2 separate regions of the Mus musculus genome follow, and region 2 is linked to region 1. The links are chromatin contacts, called in public Hi-C maps. All regions are on one chromosome and are shown on one strand. The core of a region is the stretch at or near the end of the contact, and the rest is flanking DNA. Distances in the headings are between cores, read along the strand shown.

Region 1 (4,479 bases), core at 1,462-3,961:
TTGCTAATAGTTTGACTTTAAAGATATCATTTGTCACAGTTTCAAATTGATGTCATGGTTGCTTCACACATCTAGTCTCAGCACTGGTTAAGACTGAGCCACGCCGGGTGTGGTGGCGCACGCCTTTAATCCCAGCACTCGGGAGGCAGAGGCAGGCGAATTTCTGAGTTCGAGGCCAGCCTGGTCTACAAAGTGAGCTCCAGGACAGGGCTATACAGAGAAACCCTGTCTCAAAAAAAAACAAAAACAAAAACAAAAAAACAACAACAAAAAAAAGACTGAGCCACAAGAATTGCCAGATGTTAAAAGTCAATGAGGAAGCTACAGTGGGTTCTAGATCATCCTGAGCAAAATTACAAGACCAAGCTTCAACTTAAAACAACAAAAAATAAATAAATAATAAAAAGGCAAACGACAACAAAACAATCATTTAAGCCAATCACTCAGGCTTGTGGTCCCAGTTATGGTCCTAAGAAATTCCTTTTCCCAAAGTTTGTCATTTAGAAAAAAACCTCAGGGACTTCATTCATTCTTCTTATCCCTGGCAAAAAGGACCCAAGGCTGTTGCATTAACCTAATCCTGAGATGCCTATTAGCATGTCAAGATGTATGTTAGCCTCTAGGCTCCCTCAATCCCTACTCACAAGTACCTGCTACAGAGTGTTCCTGGCTGGCACACCCTCCCCAGCTCCCTCCTGGGCCCCTCCCCTAACCCTCTCCAGCTTCCTTCCCCCAGCTTCTCTTTCCTGTACAACCTCAGTCAACCATCATGATGGCTTAGCTTACTCTCTGCACTCTAGGTTCTGCTTTCCACTCCACTCCTGGACCTCTTGCTTCCTTCCTTTTCCCCCCTCTCTCCTCTCACGACCTGGTCTATTCTGTTGGCCATGTTCAGTCTAGACCCTTCTTGTTGCCTCTGGCTGTTCTCTCCTTCACATCTACAGTAAACTCTTCTCCTCAACCATACCTTGGAGCGGTTATAGCCTCATTTTCATTCTGTCCTGGAATTCAGGAGGCTGAAGCAGAGAAATTGCCAATTCAAAGCAAGTCTGGGATACAAAGCTAGACCATGTCTTTAATGCTTTCCCCACCAAACAGAACACTTAATAAAGTAAATTAAAATAAAAACTTAGTTTACCATTCAAGTTATATCACTAAGGGTTCAACAAATGTAGACCAAGGCTACTGCTAAGCCAAGGCTTAAAAACTTGTACTGTTTCACAATCTCTCAAATGTATGTAACTCTAAATTGCTATAATCTTTTTATTTAAGAATATTATTAAATACAGATTGCATACTTTATCTCATTAGAAAAGAAATACTCAAAGAGAAATACCCAGCATACTCCGGAATATGTAACAACCAAAAAGAACTCAAATCCATTTACAACTCTCCATAGTCTTGTGTGACAACAAAAACAATCAAAGTGTTCTAATAATTCTAGATAAAATTTATTTGAAATCTGACTACAAAAGGCAACAAATGTAGCCACCTATAAACTAAAAGCATAAATCTGAAGAGCTCCAACTCGCTCCAAACTCAGATTAACAGGCCACATTTACTTATGTTCTAGTTGAATATTAGACTTGTTTACGGTGATGTTGCTTGGTAACAGAAGCACGGCTTTAACAACCTACTCGGTACTTTAAATCTCAGTTTAGTACTTTATACTAACAGCCTGAACATATTATGAATTCACTACATATTTAAAAAAAAATCATCAGAACAAATTTAGCCTGATCCTCAACATGTTCGAGAAGAAAGTGGTCTGATAATTAGAAGGTAAGCAAAGACTTAAAGACACTTAAATGCCCTCTAGGGCATTTTTAAAAAGCCAAGAGTCTTTTTATCATAGTCAGAAACTGGACTAAGAACTTGCCAAAGTACCAAGCCCAAAATACACTTCCCACAGTTCAGACCTTACCTCAGCAACATCCGCAAACCTCACTGCTATGACTACCTTTAAGGACAAGGAAAATGATGACAGCGTGGCTTTTCCCCCACCAATTAACCTAGAGGTGCTTTACACTAACCCCATGACTCCGCTGGCTACCGTGCCGCAGTGCACCAAAGAGCCCCGAAAGGAGTTTCACGTGCTTTAAAAAAGAAAAAGAAAAGAAAAACCTTGCATCCAGAACTCATCTCAGGGCCTGCCTTCCTAACACCGGCTAACACTGCTTCACCAGGAAACAAAACCCGGGTCCAAGGGCGGGCGCGGAGTGCCGCAGGCTTCCAAGCAGACGCCCAGCACGCCTAAAAAGAAGAGAGGTGACTTACCAAACTCACACACGGTCCCCGCTGCTCGCCCCAGCACAGCAGCCGCGCTCGCCACCGGGAGCCCCCGGCACAGCTCCAACCACCGCCACCCACTCCGCTCTGCTCTCCCAGGCATTGGGGCCGAGGGCTCGGGACGGTCCCACCGGCTGGGGTGTGGGGCCCGGAGCGGTCCAAGCGGCCGCTGCCGCCGCGGGGCTGGAGGCGAACCGAGGAGCCGGACGGTCCGCGAGGGCACCCACGCCTCGGGAAAGGTTGAGGTAGCCCGGGAAACTCGGAGGGCTGAGAGGGCGGCGGCTGCAAGGCCGGCTCCTCCTCCGCGGCCCGCCCTCCTCGGCCGACACGCCGCCCCCTCAGCCCGCCGTCCGCCACTCCCGAGCGGACCGCGCGCGTCCCGAGCCCCGGCGAGGCGCGAGGCAGGAAGTCCCGCCTCCCCGTCCTACGTCATCAGCACCGCGCGCCGCCCAAGGTCCGAGCCGTTGGTGAGAGGAGCGGGCTGACGGTTACGCGGGTAGCTGTTGCCGCTGTGGGGGAAAAAAAAAAGTGAGGATGCCACTCTGGGACGTCCCTGTGGGCCGCACCGAAGCCCGCGAGCCCGGGGAACGGCAGATGTCACCTCACGCCCGACTCCCGGTGGGCTGAGGGACTCTGTGCCCTTGTCACACTTCCTTCTCGGAGGGCTTGGACGGTGCTCTTCGCCGCCACCTCTGTTCCCGCCCGCCTTGTCATCGTGCCTGCTGGGCGGATTTTCCGGGCTCTGGCACCCAGTCAGCCTGTGAGTGCGGAGTCGCCCCCAGCTTGCCACCAGGGAAGTCAGGTCAGGACCTCCTTCCTGCCCCAGGCCCATCCTGTAGGCCCGCCTGCTCTTAGGGGTAATATAACAGGGTGGGCTCCTGGTCTCCAGGCTGCAAACTAAATTGACACTTGGTGACAGCTTTGATAATATTTGTGACCTAAAAGCTAAGGTAAATTAGGCTTTTCGCGTTTCAGGGTGGGCGATGGGAGAAACATGCATCCCGTCTATACCCATGCTTGCTGAGTGCCTCCATACTGTGGCCTTGGATCGCCACAGTGCATTATGAAGCACAGCTTATCTTCACCTCTCATGAACATGCAGGAGATGACTAGATCCGGGCTCTGGGTAGAGTGGTAACTGAGCTGTCACCATTTTTTCTAGAAATGAGGGTGCATACTATTATGGGTAGGTTATATAAAGGAGGTATGTGGGAGACACATTCACGATCAGAATAGAGAAAGCAGAAGTCCTGTGTGTGTGAGAGACATTGACAGTAACAATTTGCTGAACAGTCCTATATCAAGTGCCGCAGCATTTTTATAGATTATCTTAATCCCTAGTTCTGTAAATTCAATTAGGCGTTACGGATTCCCCAGATCCTGAAATCAAATCAAATCATTTGTAACCAGTGGAAATATCCGTTAAAAAAATAAAATAAATTAAATAAAATAGAATCACTGGAAAGTGAGGAGAAGACTGGAGAGATGACTAACAACTGAAGAAAAACTTTATTTCTCAGAGAAGAGTAAATGCTAGATGAACATTTAAACCGTTAAAAATAGGAGAAAATCCGCAGTGGTGAGATGTCTCAGTGTTTAGAAGTGCTTGCTGCTTTCCCAAAGGACCCATATTAAGGTCCCTGAAGCCAGGTCCTGCTGCTCAAATTGGCCTGTAACTACAGCTCTCAGGATCTGATGCCTTTGGCCTCTGAGAACATCTGCACCAACTCACATAAAGACACAGATTAGTATAAATAGCAATATTTTTAAATAGAAAATCAAGGTGTATATATTAATAACCATTTGTCTTAGTGAGGGTTTCTATTCCTGGACAAAACATCACGACCAAGAAGCAAGTTGGGGAGGAAAGGGTTTAGTCAGCTTACACTTCCACCCTGCTGTTCATCACCAATGAAGCCAGGACTGGAACTCAAGCAGGTCAGGAAGCAGGAGCTGATGCAGAGGCCATGGAGGGATGTTCCTTACTGGCTTGCTCAGCCTGCTCTCTGATAGAACCAAGAGTACCAGCCCAGAAATGGCACCACCCACAAGGGGACCTACCCCTTGATCACTAATTGAGAAAATGCCTTACAGCTGGATCTCTGTGGAGGCACTTCCCCAACTGAAGCTCCTTTCTCTGTGATAACTCCAGCTGTGTCAAGTTGACACAAAACTAGCCAGTACACCTTG
Region 2 (4,517 bases), core at 1,462-3,961, 210 kb before region 1:
AAAAGGACAATGAGCAGTGAGTGGAGGAGCTCCTTGGGGGTGTTATGGGGAACGGTAGAGGAGATATGTCGCCGATTCTGAGGCAAAACGTAGACTCCAGACAGTTTAGGATTCTAAAGTTTATTTGTTTTTCATTACATTTTAATTGGGAGTGGGATAGTGCACGTTCCATAGTGTGTGTGGAGGTCAGAGGACCGCTCATGGGAGTTGCTCTCTTCTACCAGATGGACCCCAGGGACCAAACTCAGGTTGTCAAGCTTGACAGGTAAAAGCACCTGCCACGCTATCTCACCAGTCTAACTTTAGAAGGTGTTTTGTTTTGTTTTGTTTTGTTTTGTTTTGTTTTGTTTTGTTTTTGTTTTAACATACATAGAATAATGGTGTCTGGAGCTGAAGAGGTGATGGCTCAGCCCGTCTGTAAAGTGCCTGCTCTGAACGCATGAGGCTCTGAGTTTGTATCTGCAGCACCTGAAAATGTCAGCCATGCTAGTGTATGTCAGTAATCCTAGTGCTGGCGAAGCGGAGACAGGAGGATCCCCGGAAGTCCACTGGTCAGATAGTCCAGTCAAATTGATGAGCTCTTAAGTTCAATGAGAGGCCACACCCTCCCGTAAGCAAGCGCAAACAGGCGCGCGCGCGCATGTGCCCAATCACACTCCACCTACCAGCTTTTTTTGTGTGTGTTGTTGGGGAAAATTCCGGTAGGAAGGAGAGGGGTGGGGGGAAGGAGGGTGAATATTGTGGTGTGTTGTCTTTCAGCAGATGACAGAAAATATGACCTAATCACATCAGTGGGGAGGGTAGCCTCAGTCCAGGATGGGAGGGAAACAGTAGTGTGGACCCCAGAGCTCGTAGAGATAGATCAGACCTCAGGGTATGTCCATATTGCTCGGAACCTTCTTTGTGACCTTAGACCAGCAGGAGCCAGGTGTCTGTGTGAGCCCGGGGAGAGGGAGCCGTGAAATCTGAGGAAGGGAAGCAGGAAGCACACAGGAGCTCAGGTAAAGGACACACACAGAGAGAAAATAGAGTATGGTTGCCTGGCAATATTGGGGCGCACCTGAGGCCGATGATCTTGCCTTTGAAACAGAAAGCATGGGTTTGCTTTGCTCATGTAGTCTAGCTCCAGTCCCATCATGGGAAAGTACGGAGGATAGACTTCAGTTTAGCTAGAGTTTGGGGATAAGTACATCAGGGTGGGGCTATGGGATGACATTGATGTCACCTGTGTGCGGTGGAGGGAAGTAGGGACACACTGTGGATGGGAGACATGAGAGGGGGGAAAACACCACCTGGACTGTGTGGGGGTCAACGCTGAGGCGATACAGGTGTGGAGGTACCGGGAATGGTAAGGTCTACAGGACTGTTACGTCATGGCAGCGAGGGTGGAGAACAAGACTACTGTGTGAGAAACAGGGACCTCTGTGTGTCAGTCGAAGCCACCAGGAACAAGGATGGGCCCACTGGTGAAGAGTAAAGGACAAATTAGTCAAGACCTAAAACTAACTAGTAAGGTGGGTGAGTGTTGGTCCTGTAGGTTTTGTGTAAGGAGTCAGGATGGTATCTATTGCAAACATGAACTTGAACTCTGAGAGATGGTCAGAAAGAGAGGAATTATGTGGAGGAGGGCTGTCAGGCCCAGCTGGGCCACCTCTAGTAAGTTAAAGGAAGCAGCCAGCCCTCTAGAACAGTGGTCCTCAACCTTCCTAACACTGACACTCTTTAATGCAGTTCCTTGTTGTGGTAACCCCCAACCATAAAATTATTTTTGTTGCTATTTCTTTTTATTGTTTTTTTTTTTTTTCAAGACAGGGTTTCTCTGTATAGCCCTGGCTGTCCTGGAACTCACTTTATAGACCAGGCTGGCCTCAATCTCAGAAATCTGCCTGCCTCTACCTCTCAAATGCTGGGATTTAAGGTGTGCGCCACCACGCCCAGCTTTCGTTGCTGTTTCTTAACTGTAACTTTGCTGTGCGATTTGCTATTGTTATGAGTCATGACATAAATCTCTGTGATTTCCTGGTGGTCTTAGGTAACCCCTGTGAGTGGATTTTTCAACCCTAGAGAGGTTATGAACCACAGGTTGAGAACTGTCGCTTTAGAGGGACATGGGGAAGCTGTGTCCCCTGGGGGAACAGTGAGCCAGAAGGGAGTTGTTAGAGAATTGGGTGAGGACAGCAAGCCATTCTTAACAGCTCGCTGTAAGGTCTCTCTTCAATTTCCCCTGTTCATTATCTCGCTCCCCCACCCTTGCTGTACACTTTCCAGTAGGAATGATCCTTTAAAAAAAGAAAAAAAAAATCCCCACTAGACGGTGTCCTCCCTAGATTCATTGCTCCCAATTTCTCCTCTCTCAAACTCAGCCTGATCTCCTGCTTGCAGACAAGGCATTCTGTGATTTGCAGCTCCGACCTCTCTCATGACTCTCTCTCCTTGGTCTCACTGATTGTCTTTCTGATTCAAGAATATTCCTGCCCAGGGCCTTTACCTTGAATTTAAAAGTTCTCCATTTTAGCACACTCTTCCCTTCAGGAGCTCTTTATCTGCTATCCTAGAACGTATATCTATGTCCACTTAACTACCCAACATCAGAGAAGCAACCCCTACCCACTCAGCAAACATAGCGGGGTCATGGTTGACGGTCCTTGGTAGCCACGTCCCCTCACTTGGCTCCCAGTTGGCTCCGTTCTGGCCTAAGATAAAATGAAACTAAGCTTCAGATCTGTGACTCATGTTAAGCTCTCGGTACCATTCAAAATTAGGAATTCTAAAGGGGATGTTTTTGGTGTGGTGGCGAAGCATCCCACTGTGTTTATTTTAAATGTCACAGATTTATTTAGAAAAATAATTTCTTCTCTGTCTTGAGAAGGTTGAACCTTCTTGTATACGTGTCTTGAAAGTGGATTTGGGTATGGTGGGGGGCCAAGAAAATGATAATTAATTTCTTTTTTATTTGGTGTTAAGAATAGTCTCCCAGTGTAATAAGCAGATAAAAAAAAAAACCAACTAAGCAAGCACTGAGGTCTAGTATTTTACTGTGCGAACCTCAGGTTCAACCTGTGCTGCAGTTGTCTGTGGGTGGAAAGGGAATTCTTTTTTTCAAGCTGAATATATATTGGAGTTGGAAGCAGTTTCTCAGCTTCTCCCGTATTTCGAAGCCCAGCACATGTGTTCAGTTGTGGATTTCCAGAGAACTGGCAATCCCGAGCCGATGAGCCCGACAAGGTTCCAAGAGTTCATTTGCAAGTTTGCTTGGCTCACACGGGTGCCTTTCCCACAGAAACAATGTCACCAATTGAGGGTGGATTCCCAAGCCAGCCCACAAAATCCATTTCCTCTTAATTTCAACAAACATTTGTTGAATACCTACCAAGAGCCCCCATGTGGGAAGTGAGATGGCTATGTGCTGTTGAGAAAACCCAGATGTCCTTCTTGGCTGTAAGGGGTTAACAAGCAAACTAGGAGGGCAGACAGGTCTATGCCAGTGATCATTCATTCAGCCGTCCATCTGACCACTGACATGTATGAGGTACCCACGTGTTATAAGCCTGACATCCCATTCAGAGGCACAGTTCCCATCTGAATGGCTTCTCTAGTCTAATGATGGGTAAGCGTCAGTAGATTCTGAGTTTCTTTTGTTTGTTTGTTTTGTTTGTTGGTTTGGTTTGGTTTGGTTTGGTTTGGTTTGGTTTGGTTTGGTTTGGTTTTTCGAGACAGGGGTTCTCTGTATAGCCCTGGCTGTCCTGGAACTCACTTTGTAGACCAGACTGGCCTCGAACTCAGAAATCCGCCTGCCTCTGCCTCTCAAGTGCTGGGATTAAAGGCGTGCATCATCACTGCCCGGCAGATTCTCTTTCAGTGATTCTACCTAATGAGCAACTGCCTGATCCTTAGAAGTCTAACGAGCAGGTATTTCTCTACATTTATTATTTTCACTCATGGATGTGCTTGTCAGCTGTGGGAGGAGGAAGAGGTTTGTGTCGTGCTATCAGCGAAACTCAGGTCTCTTTCATGTGTCTGTCATTGTGTACCTACTCTTAAGTCAGAGAGCAGATGTAGAAGATATTGAACTAAGTTACATGATGCACTCAAAGCCTCTGCGCCCATCATGGTTATGGATATTCTACTGCTAACACAAGCTCCACAGCCAAGCTCGACATTAGTAGGGTAAGGAAATAGACCATTCTATTCCGTCCAGTCAGATGTATCATAACATGGCACGGCAAATAGCAGTAGAGATGAATCATTCTGGTACAGGAAGTTTTGGAGACTTGGGAATGTGCATCTTGTCTCTCTGGAATAAAGGAGATGAATAGGATAGGGGGCTATAAGGATAGACACAGAAGATGTAGGGTTCCATGGAGACACAGATAGGGCATCTAACTCCCATGTGAAAGGTTGGGGAAAGCTTCCTGGGGAAGAGATGATTCAGGCAAATCTGAAACATAGGCAGGTATCAGGAAGGGAAACTGGCTGAGGTAACAGGTTGGCGAAGAATACACTTAAGTTCCTGAATG

Evidence for each region. Hi-C and Micro-C count contacts between places; a contact is called where the count stands out from the background.
Region 2: a contact with region 1 is called in a Hi-C map of muscle stem cells, with 1.8 times the contacts expected there. The contact joins the enhancer-like site here to the promoter of Cep83os in region 1. A contact is called at or near these places in 5 of 39 promoter capture datasets (the 3T3-L1 cell line, 3T3-L1-derived adipocytes, embryonic stem cells and 2 more), 3 of 484 Hi-C or Micro-C datasets (bone marrow-derived macrophages, muscle stem cells and nephron progenitors), 8 of 115 datasets of contacts at active chromatin or transcription factors (the SCID.adh cell line, bone marrow-derived macrophages, effector CD8 T cells and 5 more) and 2 of 9 other capture datasets (adipose tissue and liver).

Annotation. Positions count from the first base shown.
Region 1 is chr10:94,686,845-94,691,323 of GRCm38.p6, reverse strand. It overlaps Cep83os (centrosomal protein 83, opposite strand), which reads left to right and starts at 2,711. Exons shown (of 3, transcript NR_015524.1): 1 at 2,711-3,091. It overlaps Cep83 (centrosomal protein 83), which reads right to left and starts at 2,534. Exons shown (of 16, transcript NM_029852.2): 1 at 2,278-2,534.
Region 2 is chr10:94,900,150-94,904,666 of GRCm38.p6, reverse strand. All of the region lies in intron 4 of Plxnc1 (plexin C1), which reads left to right. Among named protein-coding and RNA genes, the nearest start is that of Plxnc1, 42 kb to the left of the region's middle. Within about 2 kb of position 2,711, at least 3 of the 459 cell types and tissues checked have an H3K27ac peak or open chromatin away from gene starts, as enhancers often do. A contact at or near this core is called in muscle stem cells, where this site is marked.